3 separate regions of the Mus musculus genome follow, and all the other regions are linked to region 3. The links are chromatin contacts, called in public HiChIP or PLAC-seq and promoter capture Hi-C maps. All regions are on one chromosome and are shown on one strand. The core of a region is the stretch at or near the end of the contact, and the rest is flanking DNA. Distances in the headings are between cores, read along the strand shown. Region 1 overlaps Meis1 (Meis homeobox 1). Region 2 overlaps Meis1 (Meis homeobox 1). Region 3 holds the start of Etaa1 (Ewing tumor-associated antigen 1).

Evidence for each region. Promoter capture Hi-C pulls out the DNA fragments that hold promoters and counts their contacts. HiChIP or PLAC-seq counts read pairs in DNA pulled down with a chosen protein or histone mark.
Region 1: a promoter capture Hi-C map of embryonic stem cells shows a contact between it and region 3, with 4 times the contacts expected there. The contact joins the enhancer-like site here to the promoter of Etaa1 in region 3. A contact is called at or near these places in 7 of 39 promoter capture datasets (the 3T3-L1 cell line, embryonic stem cells, hippocampal neurons and 2 more), 2 of 115 datasets of contacts at active chromatin or transcription factors (embryonic stem cells and extraembryonic endoderm stem cells) and 1 of 9 other capture datasets (macrophages).
Region 2: an H3K27ac HiChIP or PLAC-seq map of the NIH/3T3 cell line shows a contact between it and region 3, with 5 times the contacts expected there. The contact joins the enhancer-like site here to the promoter of Etaa1 in region 3. A contact is called at or near these places in 10 of 39 promoter capture datasets (the HPC-7 cell line, cranial neural crest, embryonic stem cells and 3 more), 9 of 484 Hi-C or Micro-C datasets (brain, cardiomyocytes, cerebellar granule neurons and 5 more), 8 of 115 datasets of contacts at active chromatin or transcription factors (the NIH/3T3 cell line, cardiomyocytes, differentiating embryonic stem cells and 5 more) and 2 of 9 other capture datasets (embryonic stem cells and macrophages).

Annotation. Positions count from the first base shown.
Region 1 is chr11:18,955,415-18,959,849 of GRCm38.p6, reverse strand. The region is part of intron 7 of Meis1 (Meis homeobox 1); the gene reads left to right. Among named protein-coding and RNA genes, the nearest start is that of Gm16141, 32 kb to the left of the region's middle. Within about 2 kb of position 1,894, at least 91 of the 459 cell types and tissues checked have an H3K27ac peak or open chromatin away from gene starts, as enhancers often do. A contact at or near this core is called in embryonic stem cells and extraembryonic endoderm stem cells, where this site is marked.
Region 2 is chr11:19,004,956-19,009,240 of GRCm38.p6, reverse strand. All of the region lies in intron 6 of Meis1 (Meis homeobox 1), which reads left to right. It overlaps Gm16141 (a long non-coding RNA gene), which reads right to left. Exons shown (of 3, transcript XR_381070.4): 1 at 1-4,285. Among named protein-coding and RNA genes, the nearest start is that of Meis1, 12 kb to the left of the region's middle. Within about 2 kb of position 1,455, at least 74 of the 459 cell types and tissues checked have an H3K27ac peak or open chromatin away from gene starts, as enhancers often do. A contact at or near this core is called in the NIH/3T3 cell line, cardiomyocytes, cerebellar granule neurons and 4 more, where this site is marked.
Region 3 is chr11:17,952,022-17,955,973 of GRCm38.p6, reverse strand. It overlaps Etaa1 (Ewing tumor-associated antigen 1), which reads left to right and starts at 2,099. Exons shown (of 6, transcript NM_026576.4): 1 at 2,099-2,411; 2 at 3,271-3,396; 3 at 3,646-3,722. The coding sequence starts at 2,180. Etaa1os (Ewing tumor-associated antigen 1, opposite strand) reads right to left here and starts at 2,004. Exons shown (of 3, transcript NR_131915.1): 1 at 1,889-2,004.

The sequences.
Region 1 (4,435 bases), core at 645-3,144, 1.0 Mb before region 3:
AAATGAGCTAGTCCCTTCTCACTAGCAACTTTTTTACAGACCAAGGAAGAGAGTCTTGGCAGAATTGAGGCACTTCAGAAAGATGTTGTAGGAAGTAGTAGCAGGCACATGACTTCAGTCCCAGCTGTGGCCTGGAGTTTAGACAAAATTCATGTACTTGGAGAAGTGAGAGCATTGTAAGGATGAGCATCAGGGGCCCAATGTGGTGACATCACTCTTTGACTGCTTGGGAATTTGCCCTTGATTCATTGCCCACTTCCAGAAAGCGTGACCTGGAACCACCATCCCACAGCCCAACTGTCTGCTACCACAGAATATCCACAATCCTTTTCTAAACATAATACATTATTATTTTAATAATAACAAGCAAGTACAGAAGAGAGGCCTTGAGTATGGCCTCTTTGAACAGCTTCATAATTTCATTTGAAACAGGAAGTTCACAAGAATGGGAAAAGTGGTCAGTGGGTAAAGCAGTGACCTGCATTGGATCCCCAGAATACACATAAAGGTAGACTGAAAAAGCTGACGCCACAAAGCTGTCCTCTGATCCTCACATGCAACCTGTGGCAAAGGTAACTGCCCACTCTTGACATCGCATACACCTATAATAATTTCAATTTTAATATGAGAGCAATCTCATTTTATCCTTTGAAAGTGTTTACACTCCTCTGGCTTTCCCTTCTCTTCTTACTGCATGATCCTTAAAAATTGGATATTTTTAAATCAGCTCATACTAGGGTCTTTCAGCTTTAAAAGAAACATAGCCAGCTCTGGGCCAGCAGAAACCCACTATCCAACTTGCCAGTAACTTTCTGGGATCAGGCAACTCTTCCTTCATTGCCTGCATCACACAAGAGGAGAGTTGAGGCAGCTGGTTGCAGAGATGCTGAACTTATAGGGCCTTTCTTCTCCTGCTTCTGAAAGAAAGAATTATTTGGATGAGAGTGAGGACCAAAGAGGATGGCTATATTTCCCACTCCTACCTTTGGTACCCAGTATGGAAATAATTCTCTCAGAGACTACCTTGATTGGGACAGACTTGGCACAATTTACCAGTTTTAGGTTTCAGGTGAGAAGAAGGTAGGAGATGGTGAGGATTTACAGGGACTTACTAGAACCCCAGCACCACAGAGCAGAAACACCCCCATATTAAGAGGAATGCAGCCTTGGAGTGCTTAACCTGGATATAGAACTTGGCCTCTGTACAGACAGCTGGGTGGTCCAAGACAGAGTGTCCAAAGGGTTTAGCAAGTTTGGGCCTGGCATTTTGGCATACCCCATCTGTTAGGTGGGGCCAGAAGCAAGGAATTCTAGGCCACAGGCCAACTCAGAAGTCAGACAGGCCTGGGGTTGGCATTATAAGGTCTGTTTGTGAGGACATGGCCATTGCTCACTCAGTCCTGCTGAAAGGGGGCTAGGGCAGCGGCCAGGAACAGACCTTTTCTCAGCTGAGGTAGTGTTCGGGCCACAGGTAGGTCCCTAATTGGGATTGAAGCTGAGCTTTCTGTACCTTCTTGCTCCAGATAGATTTCAGTTGGTGTCCTTTGACATCACTGCTGAAAGCCTCCTGTCACCTTCACAGCTTTGGGCTGTGCATGAACATAGTTTCCATGGGGACCACCACTGTCTCTTGGTGTGGGACACACATGTGCTTCTGCTCTAGGCTGGTGTTTCAAGAGTTAGCCAGCTAGCTTGTTTGTGTTTCTGTATTCCTTTGTCCAGGGGCAGGGAGATGTGTCCTCTTGTGACACAAAAATATTGAGAAAAACTAAAACAAAACAGAAAACCCCTAAGTTTCCTTTCACCTTCCCTTCTGCCCCTATTTCCCTTTTCTCGTGCTCACCAGCCTGCCCTGTCTGCGCGGTGAGAGCTTCCAATACCAAAGAGCCAGAGCGCCTCGGGTGAGGAAATACAGCTGCTGCTTTTCTCATCAGCGCATGCTCAGATTTCTGGTGTAGAGAGATCCTTGACGATGCTCGAGAATAGGGCCGGAAAGTTCAGGCACAGACTCATGATTATTTCAACAGTGGCTTCTCCGGGGTCCCTAGTCTAGCAAGAGTGCGTGCTTTAGCTGGAGAGCTTCCCTTCTCCACTTCCACCTCAAACGTGGAGGGCTTTTGTCTGTTTTTAAAATAGGACGTTCTCCTTGCCGCTCGGAGGTAAGGTGGGGCAAATTCTTCCAAGGTTTTGCATTGCAGCTTTACAAAGCCCTAAAGCTCGTAGCTTCCCATTCTTGTGAGCTTCCTGGGTTGGTGGACACTTACAATTCGACTTCTTTGTTTCAAGGCTTTCACACAGAGCCCTGCTTACTTCCTCTGACTCAGGTGTACAGATGCACCTCCCTGTGTGTCTTCCTTCTCTGCAGAGAAAATCAGATAAGACTGGGGGGGGGGGGCGGGGGGGGGGAGTTTGCAAGGCTGTGATGGCCTGTAGCAATGAATGAGGAAGGGTTGTTGACACCCTTCAAGGGTTTCTAGAGGTCAGGGAAAGGCCTGGTTTGACGTTATCTTATCTTAGGAGGTTAAAAGGGAAGGGTGGTGCTGGCATGATTAGGAGGTTAGCCCGGTGTCAGACCTGAGTTCAAATCTACAAAGGCCTGTATGCCTTATCTGTGGCCCGTTCCCAGAGTAAAACAGGACTATTCACAGAGGCTCCCTGAAGGTTTCTGGTCTCTGTACAGCCAGAGTCTGCAGTTAACGGGCTATTTCTGCCAGCTACTGAGACACTTAGTAAATCACAATGCCAGGATAACTCAATCTTGATTTTGATTTTAGTCTTTTGGTGTTGGTTTTAGGAGTGGGGGTTTTCCTCTGAAGCACAGCCTCTGACTTCACACTCAAGTGGTTCTCTTGCCTCAGCCTGAGCACAGGGACTGGAGCTATGACAGCACACGCCCGGCTTTAAGGACTTCTTTTTTTTTTAAAGGATGCTTTTTGTAGTTATTGTTTCGAATCATGAACAAATGAATTTTAACTTCTAAAATTTTCACAAGTATTATTTTATCTAAGATCAGTGCCACACCTGGTATCAGATATCAAGTGAGTGTTCTGGGACCAGTCCCTTTCAGCCTTTCTGTCAATTCTGACTACCCGGAACAACTTTTCCTACACGTCCTCCACAGGACACACCTTTCTGCTGGAGAATTTTTTTTTTTTTACATGACACAGTAGTGGAATATTTATTGCCAATAATCACATAAGACATTTATTCCAAGGGAATTCTTTGGTATACATATAATTTTACCATTTTGTTAAAGATGAAAGCAAATTTGCATAGTCATGAAATGGACAAGACTGGTGTTTGGCTCAGTGGAAGGGAGATTGCCCAGAATGTTTTGGCTGTAGGTTCAATCTCCAAGTGGATGCACTTGGTTAGTCTTACATTAAGAATGAAGTTACAGCAGGGATCAGAGTCTTCAACAGTTTTCAGAGCAGATTGATAATTCTACTTTATAACCATCAATGCTGAGAACACTGCTTTATATAGATACGTAAGATAAAGTAGCAAGAGGTTAGGGCCATTTCAGAAATGTCCCTGACCGATAGAAATTCTGTCCTAACCCCAAATGACGTTGTAGAAATCTTTATTTTTATTTTTATAGTTGTGTGTGTAGTAGGCAAGTCTGTGAAGGTCAAAAGACAACTTTGCCGAGTTGGCTCCCTCCCACCTCGTGGATTCTGAGATGAGGCTCAAGTCCGCAGGCTTGCCAGCCACTGCACTTAGCACTGAGCCATCTGGCAGGTCCTCAGTTCATCTTTTTTTTTTTTTTTAATGGAAATCAAGTTAGCAACTCAAGCAGCAGTTTTTAAAACGAAACACAATGTAATCCAGAGATAGCTAATCTGATGCATGTTGAGCATTGATGACAAGAAAAATACTGCATTTTGTTTTCCATAATTAATATTATGTTTCTAAAGGAGCAGAGCCCTTCATGTGGGCATGTGTGTACATGTATGTGCGAGCATGTTTGTGCGCATGTGCATGTGAATGAGTGTGTGCATGTGTGTGCATGTGTATGTGTGGCGAAAACTTTAGAAGTTTTAACAGCAATCTTGAGTTGCATCTGGAGTGGTTTAGGCTTCATTCTTTGTGAGTTTTCTTTTTACTAAATGTTTTTGTTGGCTGTCCAAACCAAGGCTGCAGTGAAGTTTCACGATGCAACATGGTCAAGTGCTCCCACAAGCGCCTGAGATTCATTTGACATTGAGTTTTAATAAATTTTTAATTATTTTATGTTTTTAAATGTTTTACTATAATACACACACACACACACACACACAAAACAAGTTTTAAATTCAGTCACATGATCTCATAGGGTCATGACCCACCATTTAAGAAACTATCATCCGGATGAGGATGAAAAGCCATTTTCTTATAGTGTATCTCATTTTTCTATCTTAAAGAGAATTCTGTCCATGTTAATCAAACAAACCCT
Region 2 (4,285 bases), core at 206-2,705, 1.1 Mb before region 3:
GTATGTTTGTCTGGGTTTATGGAGCTGTTGGCTCGTGGCTGGTGAGCTTGCCAGTGCACCCAGATCGGTTGGATTGAGGACAGCGATGGATGTATGTTCTTTCTATTGTCCAGTTCTAAAAAGACAAGAGCTAGCTAGTGTGGAGGAAAGGGTCTAGGGGAGGTGAAAGCAAGATGCTTTGTCTGGGAGCAGGGTGGGCTGGGCTTCTCTTCTCCTGAAGGGGTGGGGAGTGAAGGTCAAGGCACCAGAGCCACCTCATGGTCTCCAAGTGTTGGTTTAGAAGTCTAGGGCTGGTCCCAGGGGGATGCTGAGGCCCGTTGTGGATCCTCAGGAGCCAGACATGGAAGAGTGGCTTCTCCACCTGTCAACGAAGGTGGCCCAGCCTGTTAGAGACCCGGCACTGGAGCTAGGTACCCTAGGGGACTTTACACTTCAGGAAGGCCTAGTTAGCTCATTAACCACGCTGTCTCTAGGGCCTGCTGGCAGTACGGTTTATTTTGTTTTATCTCCCTTACCCTCGGAAGACACCGAGGTTGCCATTCTCACCAGGCCTGGGATCAAGGACTTTTATGCCAGCCAATTTCCTGGAGTGCTATTATGCTGGTGGGAAATCCACTTGTTCATGTAATGTTGTAGGACCTACATCTATCTATCTATCTATCTATCTATCTATCTATCTATCTATCTATCTATCTATCTATCTATCTATCTAACATAAAATGTATCATATATCATATCGTATCAATATCATATATATTGTATATCATATCAGATTTAAGACACCAGTAGAAGCTGTAATCCTATTCTTACCCACTTCCTAGGGGTTCACGGTCTTCTCCACTCTTAGAGGCCATCTGGAGGTCCCCTGGCCATGCCTAGTGGCCGCCAGCCTCCTGGGCGCCCTCTCCCGACCGCTGCGCTATCGCTAGGCGCAGATGCCCGCGACCCCGAGGGGTTGCAGAGAGCCTAGACAGGAATTGCTGGTCTCAGAGGGCCAGGCTGAAACCCGTAGAGTACTGAAAGGGAGGCGTCTAGGCTAAGGTTTGGCTGGGAGGACGCGGGCTAGGCGGTGCTGGAGACTAGGGGTCGTGGGTAGAACTGGGGGTGCCTGGCGGGGATGCTGGTCTTGAGGCTGCACTACCGGATGTCGCCTTTCTTCCCGGGCATATCTGGTCCTCTTTATTCTCGAATCTAAGCAGTTTGGACTCCAAGGACTAAGGGAGATAGGAGCGGAGAGCCTCGGGGCTGGCCAGGTCTCGGGGAGAGAGCAGAGATTAGCCAGGCCTGTGCTCCGCCATCAGCGGCGACCCAGCTTCTCTCCAGCGGGGAAGCTGGACGCGGAGAAATCTTCGGATTACAGTTTTATTCAACAGCAGCTCTCCAGGAGTTCCTCCTCAGAATCTGCATTTAACTGCTCCTGGGCCGGGGCTGGCGGCCTGAGCAGGGCGCCCTGTTGCGTGTTAATCCTGACAGGCCCGTGACGTCCGAGGCCAAGTACTGTGGCTTGCTGAGATGAAGCTCAGAAGCCCCGCTGGCACCACAGGTTAAAAGCCAAGTGCTAGCTGGCTCCCTGGGGTGGAAGCAGCTTGAGGGCGAGGGCGGGCACCCAGCCCCCGGGCTGGGCAGCCTAGGCTTCAGGGCGCCTGGTCACCAGGTCCAGGAGATCTAGAGAGGTCTGAGCCATTGCGAAGGGTTCTCAAATGGGCCTGGGAACTTTGATGGAGATGGTTTTTATCTATTTGCGAAGTTCCGAATGCCTCTTTTAAAGCATAGTTTGAGTGAAACAGTTTTAAAACCGAAATCAGACTTGACTGAAAGCTCTCCCCTATTACGAAGTAGCAAGGAAAGTCATCCTCGGGAGATTTCAGCTTCCTGCTGGAAGAGGTTCCTGGAAGAGGTTCCTGTAAGGCGGGGACAACCTAATGTCCTTCATGGCTTATATCGGCAGCTTAGAAAAAAAAATGATGAGGCAGCAGATGTTTACCAATACTAGAAACAATTGTGTTTTCATCTACTCAAAAACTGGATACAACCAGCAGTGGGTAGGCAAACAGGCCCTTAGGTAGCTTGTTTCTGAATGCTTACATTTAATACACTTTTAAAAAAAATCTGTAAATCCTTCATAGGATCTTATTTAAGAACTTATTCCTGAGCCTCTCAGTGCACAATCTTTGTAGAATATGGAGTGTTAGCATTATCTAACTTTACTGTAGATTGTTGTTGTGGGTCACATGATGTATCTTTAATTCATTTTTTGAAATATGTCAGAGGAGAATTATGGCAAGATTCTCTTTAATGATTAAATAATAAGGTGTTGACTGCTTGTCACTACACGGGCTAATTGGGATGCACATTCCAGATCCTCTGTTGCTTTGAATTAAAAGTTACTTATTTAGCAGGTATGTTTTTATTGTTATTTTCTGCTTGGCTTTTATATTTATGTATGGATTTGTGAGTAGAGATAGATTGATTCTTAATAGAGGTATTTAAAACATTTAAGAAAAACAATAAGAAAAAAGGGTATAGGATCTAGTCTATGCAAATAGCCTGGATTAATTACAACGTTAAATGTCAGCCAGGTTTAAATGCCAATAGTACACAGACTACTACTCCTAGGGCCTTTCCAGTTCCCCTCTTTCTCCTCTCTTCTTCATTTCCTTAGCTCCCCCCCCCAATTCCCTCTCCTCCCAGTAGAAGTCCCCAGTGCAAGTTCTATGGTTAATAGAAAGCAGCAATCCCAATGCTACTTTGTACAAAGCAAACTGTAACTATTGTTTCTGGTTTAACTAGCTCTGAGGCAATAGGTCACTCAAACAGCCATTCTTCTCCGTTGGAATGGCTCCATTGCTCACCATTCAGTAGTACATAGAGTAGTGTGCCCACTATGACTATTGGACTAATACTAAAGGAAGAGAAGGGGGGCAGGAAATAAAGGATGGAAATGTGGGTTCTCCTTTCCAAAAGGCAGCCAATATGCTAAAACTGTCCAACTCTGACAATAAATTTTGAATCACTTTGTTTTCAGACACTTATATATTCATATCTTAAAATGCTTGGCATAGCCCAAAAGATGTAAAACACAGCTGTTACTGGGCAATGGGAGGGAAAATACACATGGAAACTTCAGACTCAAAAAATGAGACTGCTTGTGGATCTGTAGCTGCAAAATGGTTATTAAGGCCAAGCAGATAGATTGAAGTATTAGCCTGGGGTCTACTAAGCAGTATACAGTCAGCTTAGCCTCCCTCGATGTTCAAAGTACATTTGGAGAAACTGCAAAGAATGATAACAGATTTTATTAAGGCTCTCACCATTAAGAAAATATTTTCAACATAGATTCGGATGAAACATTTTTTTCATATTGGCAACATTACGGTTTCCATTGCAAAAGCAATATTCTCTTATGGAAAGTAAACATGTCAAAAGTGTGAAGCTGTAGAGTATAGACGTGTGTTTGTGTGTGCCTTTCCGGGGATTGGACCCTACCTAAATCAGTGCTCTACCACTGAACTACACCACCAACCCTAAAGGTTTTAATAAATAATCATTTAATCATCAAACACAACCCAAGGATGTATACAAAAACTTCTAAAGGAAAGTGGGCATGCAGCCAAAGTCCTACAGGGCCTAACAGAGAAAAATTAAAAAAAAAATGAACATGAAATAAGACTTCCTGTAAGGAGTCTATAATTCAACATTATTTGACTCCACTGTCAAGGAAATAGTTGAAGGACAGTAAACTCGTATGATTCTCAGTCACTTCTGTTACACAGTCTTAAATGTTTGCAACTGTCACACTTCACATGGCCTCTTTTTGTGTATTATGACATCTGTCATATTTGTATTGAAGTAATACTCAAATGTATGCTCTAGTTGAAACAGAACCTTTTGCTGTTTCTTTTATGGTAAAAAAAAAGTTGATATTTCAGATTAAATACAATTATGAAAATTAGTCCTTTACAAATAAAAGATATGAGAGTGTCTGCATATGGCATGTTTATGTGGCCGTCGTATAGATGCCAAAGATTTCCTAAAATTCTGAATAAAACAGAACTATAAATTACAGGAGGCTTGCTGTTCTTGCTCAGCTGAAAACATCCAGATGTGGTGCTTGTTTAAAGTTAGGGTCTCTGGCACTGGAGAGATGGCTTAGTGGTTAAGAGCAATTGTTCTTCGAGACGACCTGGCTGGGTTTGATTCACAGAATCCACAGGATGGTTCAGAACCATCTATAACTCCAGTTTCAGGGGATCCAATGCCCTCCTTTGTTGACCTATGTGGGTAT
Region 3 (3,952 bases), core at 850-3,349:
AAGAGCTAGCAGTTTAGTTGTAGAATCAGGCTTGTACATAGATGTTTTGTAAATAGTTAAGAAAATAAAATTACATCGCTTAGTTAGCAGGTTTTACCTCAGTTTCTGCCTCTTGTGTCTTTATTGGCATAAATATATTTTTTCTGTCATGATGACAGTATACATAATTTTATAAAATAAAAACTATTTTACAATTAAAAATAGAACCAATTTGATTTGATTTAGGGATATGGATTGAGACAAAGTCACCTCATTTTTTTCCATGTGTGATTCATATCGATGTAAATTATATATAATCCATATATATAATACACATATAAATGTACTTTTTCAGTTATCATTTGTATTTTCTGAGATAAGATCACTCAATATAACCCAGGTGGCCTCAAACTCTCAATCCTCCTGCTTCTGCCCTCTGCATGCTGGGAGGATTGCACATATGAGCTACCATTCCATCTGGCTATACTGTTTATCTCCCATAGTCCTTCCTCATTATTTAAATGGCTTTTATTTGTATTATACAAAGCCTGTACTTAGGTGTAAGTCAGTGCTTCCACCTAAGCACTTTATCTGTCCCATCCATTTATTTGTCTGTCCCTTCACCGCTAGAACATTGTTGTAAGTCTTAACCACTCTCCTGACATTTGGGTGAGATTCAGCTTCATTATGCTTCAAGAGATCAAGAAATTTCTTGTCTCTTTTTCCTTTTTCATTCCATGTCTTAGAGTAAAGGTATCCTCCCTTTGCACAGGCATGTGCCTCCCGCTCTGAGACTAAGGGCATCAGCACTGACTATACACCAGTTTGGGAAGAATTGACTCTTTAACAGTAGTGAGTGACACAGACCACAAACACAGCATAGCCCTTTTTATTTTGGCCTTCAATTTATTTCTAAGGTGTTTTATAGTTCTCTCTGTAGAGTTGGCACTCTTTTGTTTTACTATTTATCGCAAATCATATTCTTTAAAAACTTAGAATTTGGTTTATTACTAATCTATTAAAGCACAATTAACCTCCGAGTTTCACTTTATTTGGGGCATGGAAGAAGGCACAACTACGCTGATGATTCTGTTCAGGACCTAGACCTGTGGTCCTAGCACTGACAAGCTTGAGACAGGAAGACCAGGAGTTCACAGCGAGACTGCATTAAATAAGGAGGCAGGGCACACATAAGACACTGTCTGAAAAACAAAAAGACAGACACACTTCATGATAAGGAAACTGGAGTGTTACAGATATAAAACCAAATAATCTTTATGGCTATCTTTAGTGCCCTAAGTAGCCATTAAGGACCCAGCTGTCAGGATTGGCATCCTGAAGGCTAGCAGGTAAAAACTTTGGAATGCACTGTTACCAGATCACTAACTTCCATCAACGAAAGGATGGGTCTCATAAATTATATCCTTACCTAAAGCCTATGGACGAATCATCTCCTGCTTTGCTGTAACCCACCTACTACCTGTTGTCCCCAACAAAGCGCCTGGCAAATGCTTTGTTTTTTGTTCTGTGACTGTTAAAGTCTGTGCGATTGCTTTTATATTGAAACATGTTTTTAGGCCAACCTGAATCAATGCTCCCTGGCCATGGAAATTATTACTTGATTCAAAATAAACACTATTTTATTCCTACTAAGATGACAGCTCTGTTTTGCATGTACAGTTTCCAGCGACTGTTAGTTTATTAAATTAATACGTTTTCCTACATTTTGGAGCTACGCACATAACAGAACATCTATGAACTATTGCGTTTATTACCTCCTAAACTATAGTCTTTATTTTCTCATATTATCGAATAACACACCATCATTTGAATCTTAGAAATAATCAATTAAATTTTAAATTCAATAAGAATCTGTCATTGTATATGAACTCTTTACTGTCTCACATACCAAGTTCCTGTCACAGATCCAGAAAAGGGTCCTGCAGTTCCTGCTAAGTTGGACGAGTCTGATGGTAGACCTCAGAAAACTCCTGTTTCCTCAGCCCTGGCCGCAGCCTTCTAACCCCGCCCCTCACACTGACGCAGCCAATCCGCACCATGCGTAGTAACCCGCCCCTAGACGGAGGCAGCCAATTAGAAGCAGCGTATTTTGCGCGCCCGACTTGCAAAGATGGCGCTGCACGGTGGCGCGCGGGCTCTCTGTCGAGCAGTTGCCCTGCTCCGCTGTAGCAAAATGTGAATGCAGCTGAAGGACGGTGGCACGGGAATGAGTCGGCGAAGGAAGCATGCGGACAGCCCTGCCCGGAGGAGCACGCCGCACAGGGCGGCTGCTAAGAACTGCCGCCCGGCGGCAGAGCCGTGGCTGCGGGAGTCCAGGGCGGCCTGCAGCTCCCAGCTCCGCCGGGCGGGAACGCGGTCTGCGCGGCGGGCGCAGCGGCAGGCAGCGGCTGACGGCGGGCGCAGTCCCCGGGGTGAGGAGAGGGCGGGGAGCGGAGCCTGGCGGTGCAGACCGGGCGGGAGGCCTGGGGCTGCAGAGCCGAGTCCGGTAAACCGGGCCTTTTCTGAACGTCTGGTTGTGGGCGGGGCCTGTGCCGTGGACTGTGTTCCGGAAACTGGGCACCTACGCTGGTTGTTGTTGTTTTCCTCGCTGTTTTGTTTTGCAAAAAGGGCCACCTCAGAAACCGTAGTGTGCTCCCGGAACTTGCTAGGTGTAACATCCGGTTAGCCCAGCAAACCGATGGCGCGTTCATTTCTGTAAACTTGGAGTTAAGAGATATCTATCCCAATAAGGACCAAACTCATAACCTCTATCCTAGGGTGTGTCCGTAAAATACAATGTCTGTTACCTTGCTTGTTTCTGCTATGAATAAAACGAGGCTGGGAAAGAAAAATAACATTGTAAACCTTCAAGTGATTCTAGACAGAGCTTCCCTAGAAACAAATCACTATTGGTTTTGGGGTGTATGGAGTAAAAAAAAAATTGGGTCGAGTTTACAGGAGGGGCCTTGTGAGAGTTTAGCTTGGCTTTCTGTTTGGATGCATTTCCTGTACATCTGCTGACGTCATGGAGGTACCTAAAGCCTGGTGATAGTAATTCAGTGATCAGATGGTATCATTCCTGGGCCTATGGAATTTTCAAAGAACACTTCCTAACTACAGTGCTAAACTTATGAAGTATTAAGATATTATTTTCATTGAAACATTTCTATTGTGGTTAAAGTAACTGTCTTTAGGAGACAAGCTTTGTATTGGACATGAAAATTAATTGTTTGACTTTAGCTTTTATGAAGTAACGTAACACTTAGAAGCAATGATTGTCATCTTATGCAGGAAAGGAGACGCCAGTACAAATCGTGAAAATGGATTTATTATCCTGTACCTTCAGTTCTCCAAATGATCCAGATGGACAAACTGATATCTTCTGGGATCAAAATTCTCCAATGACAAAGCAGTTAGGTAATCTGTTGTTATTTTTATGTGGGTAGGTGCTTGAAGAATTATTGTCGGTAAAATTTTAGTCTGGTAACATCATAATACAACGGTTTTGGGTTTTTTGTTTTGTTTTTTAGAACCTCATGTGTGATTTTTCTGTCTGATTCTAGGGTGGAGTCATTAAGTTGTACTGATTACAATTGTTTCCTAAAAAGTGACAACTGATTTTAGAATTCTTGGTCTAAAATTCATAGAAATGTCTTGTTTCTTTAGGTAAAGGAAGAAAAAAGCAGATTTCCAGTGCATACAGTGATGAGATTTCACATATTGTTAACCGTATTGCTCCTCAGGTAAGTATGGCAAATCTCATAGTTTATCAAACAGCAAAGATTGTATGTGGTGTACTTGCGTGGTTCTTTCATATGTAAAGTAACATGTTTATAGAGCAACCAAGGTTACATTTGGCTTTTCTGACTGCATGCCTTGAAAAAAGGAACAAACTGTAGAATGTGCAATATGGTCATATATCATAATCCATGGGAGATGGTTTCATGACCCCTTTGGATAACCAAATCTCCTG